Regions from separate parts of the Pan troglodytes genome. Here region 2 is linked to region 1. Evidence: chromatin contacts called from public HiChIP or PLAC-seq data. All regions are on one chromosome and are shown on one strand. The core of a region is the stretch at or near the end of the contact, and the rest is flanking DNA. Distances in the headings are between cores, read along the strand shown. Region 1 has its middle 13 kb from the start of CYGB. Region 2 has its middle 28 kb from the start of ST6GALNAC1.

Evidence for each region. HiChIP or PLAC-seq counts read pairs in DNA pulled down with a chosen protein or histone mark.
Region 2: a contact with region 1 is called in an H3K4me3 HiChIP or PLAC-seq map of stem cell-derived excitatory neurons, with 2.7 times the contacts expected there. The contact joins two enhancer-like sites. A contact is called at or near these places in 1 of 7 Hi-C or Micro-C datasets (stem cell-derived neural progenitor cells) and 1 of 1 datasets of contacts at active chromatin or transcription factors (stem cell-derived excitatory neurons).

Annotation. Positions count from the first base shown.
Region 1 is chr19:89,524,470-89,528,901 of NHGRI_mPanTro3-v2.0_pri, forward strand. No RefSeq gene overlaps it. Among named protein-coding and RNA genes, the nearest start is that of CYGB, 13 kb to the right of the region's middle. Within about 2 kb of position 2,817, at least 2 of the 24 cell types and tissues checked have an H3K27ac peak or open chromatin away from gene starts, as enhancers often do. A contact at or near this core is called in stem cell-derived excitatory neurons, where this site is marked.
Region 2 is chr19:89,673,261-89,677,529 of NHGRI_mPanTro3-v2.0_pri, forward strand. No RefSeq gene overlaps it. Among named protein-coding and RNA genes, the nearest start is that of ST6GALNAC1, 28 kb to the left of the region's middle. Within about 2 kb of position 2,016, at least 21 of the 24 cell types and tissues checked have an H3K27ac peak or open chromatin away from gene starts, as enhancers often do. A contact at or near this core is called in stem cell-derived excitatory neurons, where this site is marked.

The sequences.
Region 1 (4,432 bases), core at 1,567-4,066:
TGCACTCCAGCCTGGGCAACAGAGCCAGACAGTGTCTCAAATAAATAAATAAATAAGATTTAAAAATGAGTGTTCTTTGGCTGAGGTCCCATGAACATGCTACAATAAGACACTACAATAAGACAGAACCTGGAATAGGGTGCGGCGAGTGAGGCGCTGGCCTGGGGCCCCAAATTTAAGGGGCCTAGTAATCAAGAGAAATAATATAGAAATACAATACTTAAAAAAATCAATGTTAAAACAAAAATATCAATGATGAAGAAAAATTGATTTTACTTTTTTGTTTTTGAGATGGAGTCTCGCTCTGTCGCCCAGGCTGGAGTGCAGTGTCATGATCTCAGCTCACTGCAACCTCCCCTTCCCGGGTTCAAGCGATTCTCCTGCCTCAGCCTCCCCAGTAGCTGGGACTACAGGCTTGTGCCACCACACCTGGCTAATTTTTGTATTTTTAGTCGAGACAGGGTTTCGCCGTGTTAGCCAGGATGGTCTTGATCTGCTGACCTCATGATTTTCCTGCCTAGGCCTCCCAAAGTGCTGGGATTACAGGGGCGAGCCACTGCGCCCGGCCCAGATAAAATCATTTTACTTTATTTTATGTTTTGAGATGGGGTCTTGTTCTATTGCCCAGGCTAGAGTGCAGTAGCACGATCACAGCTCACTGTAGCCTGGACCTCCTGTGCTCAGGCAATTCTCCCACCTCGGCCTCCCAAAGTGCTGGGATTACAGGCGTTCTTTAAAAAAAAAATTGACCATTTATTAACTTTTTCCACTTGGTTCCAACTATGGGGGTGACATTTTCCTGAGTGTGTACAAGGCTGCACAGAGAATCCCCCACTTCCTTCTCCTGCAAATAAACTGGGAAGGGATTCCTCCAGCTTCCTTGGTCTCAGGCTGCAGCGCGGCTGCAGCTCCCGAAAGTGAGGGAGCAAGTGGTCACCCCAGGAAGGTAACGGGATCCGCGGCGCAGGAGGCGGCTCCCGGGTGAGGATCCCTCCGCGGCCAGCAGGGGACGCTGTGGGGCTGCGCCGCCAGGACCGTTTTGCCAGGGAAGAAGCCATCGCGCACCTGGGTTCGTGACGCGCACCTGGGTTCGTGACACCCACGTCGCTCACAGCCCCAGCTCGCCCGGGGAGCTGACCCACTTGCTCAGCTCCTGGGCGAGATAGCTAACTCTGGGTGTAGAGAACAAAACCAAAGCCGAGACGTTGCTCCTTACCCACTAGTCCCCTGCACCCAGGCATAGCCCACCCAGAATACCACACCTTCCCCCAGCAAGGCCTCTGGGGTATCCTGTTTGTCCCAGGTCCAAGTAGCATCCCCAGCCCGGGTCTGGCTGATTCGCTAATTGCCAGTGTCCTCTCTATTGGGAATGGAGAGCAGGAAGAACCTTCCAGAAGGGCCACGTTCTCGAAGGATTCCAGTTTTGATGAGTTCAGAAGCCCCTTCACCATTCTCAAGCCAAGTGGTATGAAATGAGGAGGGGGGCCTTTCTTCCCTGATGGTCTCCCTCATCCCCGACCTCAGATGCCCCTTTTCCTCTGATAGTCCCTACGGCCCATGGCTCTGTGATCCCCATTGGCTCCGGTTCCAGCTCTGGCTTGCCTGGGCCCACCAGGGGCCCTGGGCCCAGGACTTAGAAGCTCTCCTGGGTTCCTTCTATTTCTTTTCTTTTCTTTCTTTCTTTCTTTCTTTTTTTTTTTTTTTGAGACAGAGTCTTGCTCTTGTTGCCCAGGCTGGAGTGCAATGGCACAATCTCGGCTCACTGCAACCTCCGCCTCCTGAGTTCAAGTGATTCTCCTGCCTCAGCCTCCCAAGTAGCTGGGATTACAGGTGCCTGCCACCACGCCCGGCTAATTTTTGTATTTTTAGTAGAGACGGGGTTTCGCCATGTTGGCCAGGCTGGTCTCGAACTCCTGACTTCGTGATCCTCCTGCCTCAGCCTCCCAAAGTGCTGAGATTACAGGCGTGAGCCACCATGCCCAGCCTCTTTTATTTTCCTTTTTCTTTTCTTTCTTTTCTTTTTTTTTTTTTTTGAGACGGAGTCTCATTCTGTCGCCCAGGCTGGAGTGCAATGGCGTGATCTCGGCTCACTGCAACCTCCGCCTCCTGAGTTCAAGTGTTCTCCTCCCTCAGCCTCCTGAGTAGCTGGGATTACAGGCGCCCGCCATCACACCTGGCTAATTTTTGTATTTTTAGTAGAGACAGGGTTTCAGTAGAGACACGGTTTCACCATGTTGGCAAGGCTGGTCTGGAACTCCTGACCTCAAGTGATCCACCTGCCTCGGCCTCCCAAAGTGCTGGTATTACAGGCATGAGCCACCGCGCCCAGCTGGTTCCTTCTATTTCTTTTGCTTTGCCTTCCGACGTGGCCCTGATGGCCTGACAGTCACTGTCCCCTGCACCGTGGCATCCATCCTCCTCCTCCTCGTACCTGCCTTGCAAGGCAGGCTTCATGTTCACTCCTGCAGTGAACATGAGGCAGGAAGAGACCGCATAAGTTAGAGGTGACTGTGGCTCAGAAAGGCTGCGTGACTTGCCCAAGGTCACATAGCAGTGAGAGATGGAGTGTGGGCCCAGAGCCAGCACGCTGTCTTTTGGCATTGCCTCCCTGGAAAGGCGGGGCCCGCACTGTCCTCTCTGCCCTGCACTGTTTTAGTTCACACAGCTCACTCTTGGCCTGTGCCGGGTATTTGTCTTGCTTTCTAAGAGTGTTTATTTATTGATTCTTTGGATTTCTACTTAGTTCCTCCCCTGTGCCAGGCCCAGGAGACAAAGGCGGAGGCTGCACTCAAGGAGTTCATGGTCTGGGAGACAAGACTCTTCCTGCGTGTCAGCTGAGTCTTCCCAGGCAGCCCGCAGGACTCCCAAGGGGCAGAGGCTGTTTCCTGCTTCTCCTGCAGCCCACCCGGGGCTGGTGACCTCCTGGTCCCTTCTCAGGGAGCTGCTGCTGCTGCCGCCTCCATCGTCGGGTGGGGGCTGGGCAGGCCTGACCCAGCAGACTATGGGGTGAGGGATAGAAGGCTGAGGAAGGGGTCTGGGAGCTGAGAGCTCAGGGAAGGTGTTGGGGGTTTAAGGCTGATGAAAGCAGGCTTCCTTTCTCAAACACCCAAGGGCTGATCCACCGCATGTAACTTGAGCAGCAGGGCCGGGCCCTCAGCTTTGCCTGTGCGCAGCCTCCGGTGTTCAGGTGTAGAAGGTCAAGGTTCAGGCCAGGCACGGTGGCTCACGCCTATAATCCCAGCACTTTGGGAGGCCGAGGTGGGCAGATCACCTGAAGTCAGGAGATCAAGACCATCGTGGCCAACATGCTGAAACCCCGTCTCTGCTAAAAAATACAAAAATTAGCCGGGCGTGGTGGCACATGCTTGTAATCCCAGCTACTTGGGAGGCTGAGGCAAGAGAATTGCTTGAACCCAGGAGGCAGAGGTTGCGGTGAGCTGAGATTGTGCCATTGCACTCCAGCCTGAGCAACAACAGCAAAACTCCGTCTCAAAATAAATAAATAAATAAATAAATAAAAGAAGGTCAAGGTTCAAGGTTCAATCCTTGGATCTATCACTAAAGCACTGGGACAAACAGGGCCCTTCTGCCTTCTGTCTGGATATCTCGCCTCTGATTCCTTCATCTCTATTGTACCCTTGCTGGGAGGAGATTTCCAGAACCAAATCTTAAAAACCTCCTGACTTTTTTTTTTTTTTTTAAGACGGAGTCTCGCTCTGTCCCCCAGGCTGGAGTGCAGTGGCCAGATCTCGGCTCACTGCAAGCTCCGCCTCCCGGGTTCACGCCATTCTCCTGCCTCAGCCTCCCAAGTAGCTGGGACTACAGGTGCCCACCACCACGCCCGGCTAATTTTTTGTATTTTTAGTAGAGACGGGGTTTCACCGTGTTAGCCAGGATGGTCTCGATCTCCTGACTTCGTGATCTGCCCGCCTCAGCCTCCCAAAGTGCTGGGATTATAGGCGTCAGCCACCACACCCGGCCTTGTTTTTTTTTTTTTTTTTTTTTAGACTGAGTGTTGCTCTGTTGCCCAGGCTGGAGTGCAGTGGCGCGATCTCGGCTCACTGCAACCTCCTCCTCCTGGGTTCAAGCGATTCTCCTGCCTCGGCCTCTTGAGTAGCGGGACTACAGGCACGCGCCGCCACGCCTGGCTAATTTTTGTATTTTTAGTAGTGATGCGGTTTCACCATGTTGGCCAGGATGGTCTTGATCTCCTGACCTCAAGTGATCTGCCCACCTCGGCCTCCCAAAGTGCTAAGATTACAGGTGTGAGGCACCGTGCCCGGCCTTGCCTCCTGACCTTTTAACAAGGCTGACCTCCCCCAACCCCCACAAAACCCCAGTTCCGGTTTCCAGCCCTGCGTTCCTGATGAACCAGGTGAGGAACCCACAGCAATCTTAATCCCCAATTTAGAGAGAAGCCCAGGGGGAGCCA
Region 2 (4,269 bases), core at 766-3,265, 150 kb after region 1:
CAGTAGCTGGGATTACAGGCATACCATCACGCCCAGCTAGTTTTATTTTTATTTTTGTATTTTTGTATTTTTTTAGTAGAGAAGGAGTTTCATCACGTTGGCCAGGCTGGTCTTGAACTCCTTACCTCAGGTGATCTGCCCACCTTGGCCTCCCAAAGTGCTGGGATGACAGACATGAACCACTGCACCTGACCACCTTTTAGCTATTATTTCCGCTTTTTGGCTATCATGAATAATGCTGCTCCAAGCATCCATGTACAAGTTTTTATGTGGACATATGTTTTCATAGGCATATGCCTAAGAGTACGTACATATTCTTTTGGTTATACACCTAAGAACGGAATCGCTGCATCATTTGGTATCACTTTAATATTGGGAGAAACTGCCAGTTTTCCAAAGCAGCTGCACCATTTTGCATTTCCATGAAGAGTGTGTGAGGGTTCCAATTCCTCCACTTCCCCACCACTTGTTATTATCTGTCTTTTTTATTATAGCCATCCTCGTGATGTAAAGCGGTGTCTCATTTTGCAGTTTTTGATTTGCATTTGATTGACATGTTGAGCATCTTTTCATGTGCTTATAGGTTATTTGTGTATCTTTTCTGGGAAAATGTCTATTTAGATCTTTTGCTTATTTATTGAGTCTTATTCAATGTTTTGAGTTTTGTTTTCTTCATCTGTAAAAGAATGTTACAGCCTTCATAGAGCAGTGATTAATGAGAACATTTATTTGCAAGGCACACAGCACAATGCTCTGCAGGGCACTTGGCATGCACTCCAAAAAGTTATCAAAACTTCCTGTCACCTCGCCTTGCAAGTAGAAACCAAGTGGAGTTCGTTCTGCATTACGTCACCTACCATAGTGTTTTGCATGAAGACAGGCTCAATAAATGTCTGAGAGTAAATGGACCAATTCGCAACATTCAATATTCAAATCTGAATCCTCTGTGCTTTGCCCCCTTTCTCCCATTTCTCTCATTGAACCTTTTCTTCCTGGAACAATTTTCTTAATTTTATTCCCCTTGCCAGCTGCCTCCTCTTCTGAAATTTAACTTGCAGTATCATTGAAGCTGAGTACAAAGAGAACCAAAGACACCACCTGTGGCAGTCCCGAGGTGAATGTGATAAACCATTGAAGGAGCTGAGCGTCTGACAGCCTGTGAGCATAGCCTGTCCCATCTTAGTAAGAGCCACAAAAAGTAATTAAAGTACTGAAAAGAATGAGAAAAGGGAGATTTTCAAAAACGCTGATTGCAGACTGAGCTATTTAACACGGTTCAGCAACCCTGGTCTGAGGAATTTTCACTTGTAGAGGACTCAGGCCGCCATCAGGCCCGAAGAGTCCAGGTTGGTGGGGCCACCCCCCGCGGTGTGGAGCCTGCAGGGGGCCACGACTGGGTGGAGAAAAGGAATGTGATCATTCAGCCGAGTGGTAAGTCCAACCCATTTCACGCGCACTCAGCCTGCACTCTACGTGCTCTGGTAAAGCCCAGCTGAGGTGCCTAGGGCAGGACTTGAAAGGGCAAGCACAGGTGAGGGAAGGTGTGACTGTCAGCCCAGTACCAGACACCACGGTGAGATGTGAAGCTGGGTGTGTACGGAACTGCTGGTTTTACCTTAGGCCTGGGACAATAGGGAATGTGAAAAGCAAGGGTGTGTGTGTGTGTGTGTGTCTTGGCGCCAGCTGCAGTACCGCCGTCTGAAACCCCCTGAAACCCTGGGCCACCCTCTGAATCTGCTGCTCGAGGGCAAGCCTGGGAGCGTCAGGGGGAGGAAGGTGGAGACACAGGTGTCCCAGAGGGCAGGGACTGGTTTCAGCTCATCTTGGTATTCCCGGGCCCAGCTTGGTGCCCAAGGACCGTTCGTGGAGCTCATGAAATGCTCCCCCAGGCCCGGCACGGTGGCTCACGCCTGTAATCCCAGGCCGGGTTGGGCCGCATTCTCATTGGACGATGGCCCTTGTCAATCACTGAGGGAACTAGATCTTGTGTGTGGCCGGACATCCGGGGCTTTCCACCCTCGGCGTGGGGCGGGCTTGAGGTGGGGAAGATGGAAGGACGCGATACCCAATGGGGATCAAGGCCTTTGGCTTCGCGGCAGATTGGCAGGTGCTTGAACCACTGAAATGCCGCAGAGGGATACCGGCGCTATGGCAGTGATTGGTTCACTTCGCGGGTGGGTGGTATTCTCCGTGCGTTGGTCCCTACAGTACATAAAACGGGCACAGTAGCATAATTAACGCGTAAGTAAAACCGCTGCCGGTGAGTTTTGGGAGTATTTTCGCTTTTTTGAAAGTTAGTATTTTGGCTCTCACAAAGCCTCCTGATTTTAGTAGGCTTTCCCTGGAATTACCCAGATTCCTTTTCGTTACCTTAGTTAAGGCACCCCCTCCCCGTGCAGGGTCAGGGTTGGAAAACTACCGCGCTGAGCCCAAATTACCGCCAAGATCGTCGGAAATGTGCGCAACTCATGAGCTAAAGCGGAGATTTAATGGATGGTATTCAGTAGAAAATGGGACAAGACATGAATGGACAGTTTACAGGAAAAAAAAAAATGCAAGGGGCCCCTAAACATTTAAGTGGGTGCTCAGCCTTTTTCATAATCAGAAGAACGCAAACGAAAACCTCACTGAGCTAAGGCTTCTGATCCATCAGATTGTCAAAAATCCAAAAGTTTAACAAGCGAGGTACGCTGTTAAGGACAATACAGGAACCTGATCGGTCCTGCATTGTTGGGAGGGAGTGCAAATTTACCTTTGACCGGCAATCCACCTCTAGAATCTACTCTGAAAGTAAACTTGCACAAATATGAAAACAGCATACGCGCAAGGTTTTATTTGTAGTGGCACTGTATGAATTTGCAAGACTGGAAACCATGCAGATGTCCATGAGAGGGGGAGTGGCTGAGTAAACTGGTACATCCGGGCTGGTACTACAGCCCAGCTGACTCTGTGGCGTTAAGAAAAATGAGGAAAACGACAATATTTTCTATGGCGTGATCTGTCTCCAGAGATGATGTATATTGGCTGCTACCGTTAGCAAAAAGAAGCACCGAAACGATAAAACCAAAACTGATAAAATTGATAGCGTAAATGGTGGAGAATCTGGTGGAAGCCCTAGAGGGGTTCCACCAAAAGAAAAATAAGGTGACAATAATAATAGTAAAAAGAATCTGTGGCAGTAGGAATTTGCCAGGCTTCCTGTTCTGGAACCCAGCACTAGACCCGGAAAGGCATGTTTGGCTGGGTGGGCCTCAAGTTACTTATAATTGGTGGCCATGCTATAGCCTGAGTGAAGGATTTCTGGTACCCTGCCCCTCTCCAAAAAGACGTCTCTTTGGGAACTCTAGAACTGGAATGGTCCATCAGCACCTGCCTTTTGGCAGAGAGGGCAGGCCTTCGTACCCCACTAGTGACTTGGTTTGGAGGTGGGCTGCCCCCAGAACAGGATGTAATCTTGGGCAAGGCAGCTGCTGTCAGGCTGGGCACAACCTCCCCCTCAAGGCTGTGAGGAGGGAAGAAAGGAAACAACTTCTACTTTCTTTAAAGTAGGAAACCCCCTCATCTGCCACCTCTCCTGCAGTGAGAAGTAGAGACTAGACGTGGATACTCCCACATAGGATACTGGGGCCTAATGGATGACTGTGGGCCTCCACCAGGCCCAGGTGACCCTGCAGATATGATTCAGAGGCAGCCTCTCACTGCTGTTCATCAGCAGCCTGATTCCATGTGGACCATGCTGTTGCTTTCAGAAATCATGGTCTGCCTGGACCTAGCCAGGCTCACTGTTGAAGTCTTGTTATGTGCTCTTCCTTCCAGGCCCAGAGAGCTGCCCAGTAGATCAACTTAGGCTTTCTATCAGGCTCTAAGTACAGGCAGGTCCTTAGGACAAATTAGAATAAAACAATCTCAGAGTGATCTGGTCTTAGTATAATTACTTACATTTTCAAATTAAAAAAAAAAAAAAGGAAAACCAGTAACAAATCAGCCACGGCAGAGAGGGGTACTGGGAGTTGATAGAAAATTTGTCCTCAGTTGTAGGTTACTCTTAAAGCAGCTTAGATTGCATGTTTTCTTCAGGGTCATTGGAAAAGGTGGTTACCGTCAGTCCAGGAAGTGGGGAGCCAGCTAATTGTATCCAGATGGAGGTACAGTGGACGCTTTGAGGGAAGGAGGCCCTGAAAAGTCTCTAGCAAGCAGGCTTTGGTAAACAGAACTGCAGATACTGACGAGTGACAGTCCACTGCTATTTGTGTCATGTAGGCAGGCCAG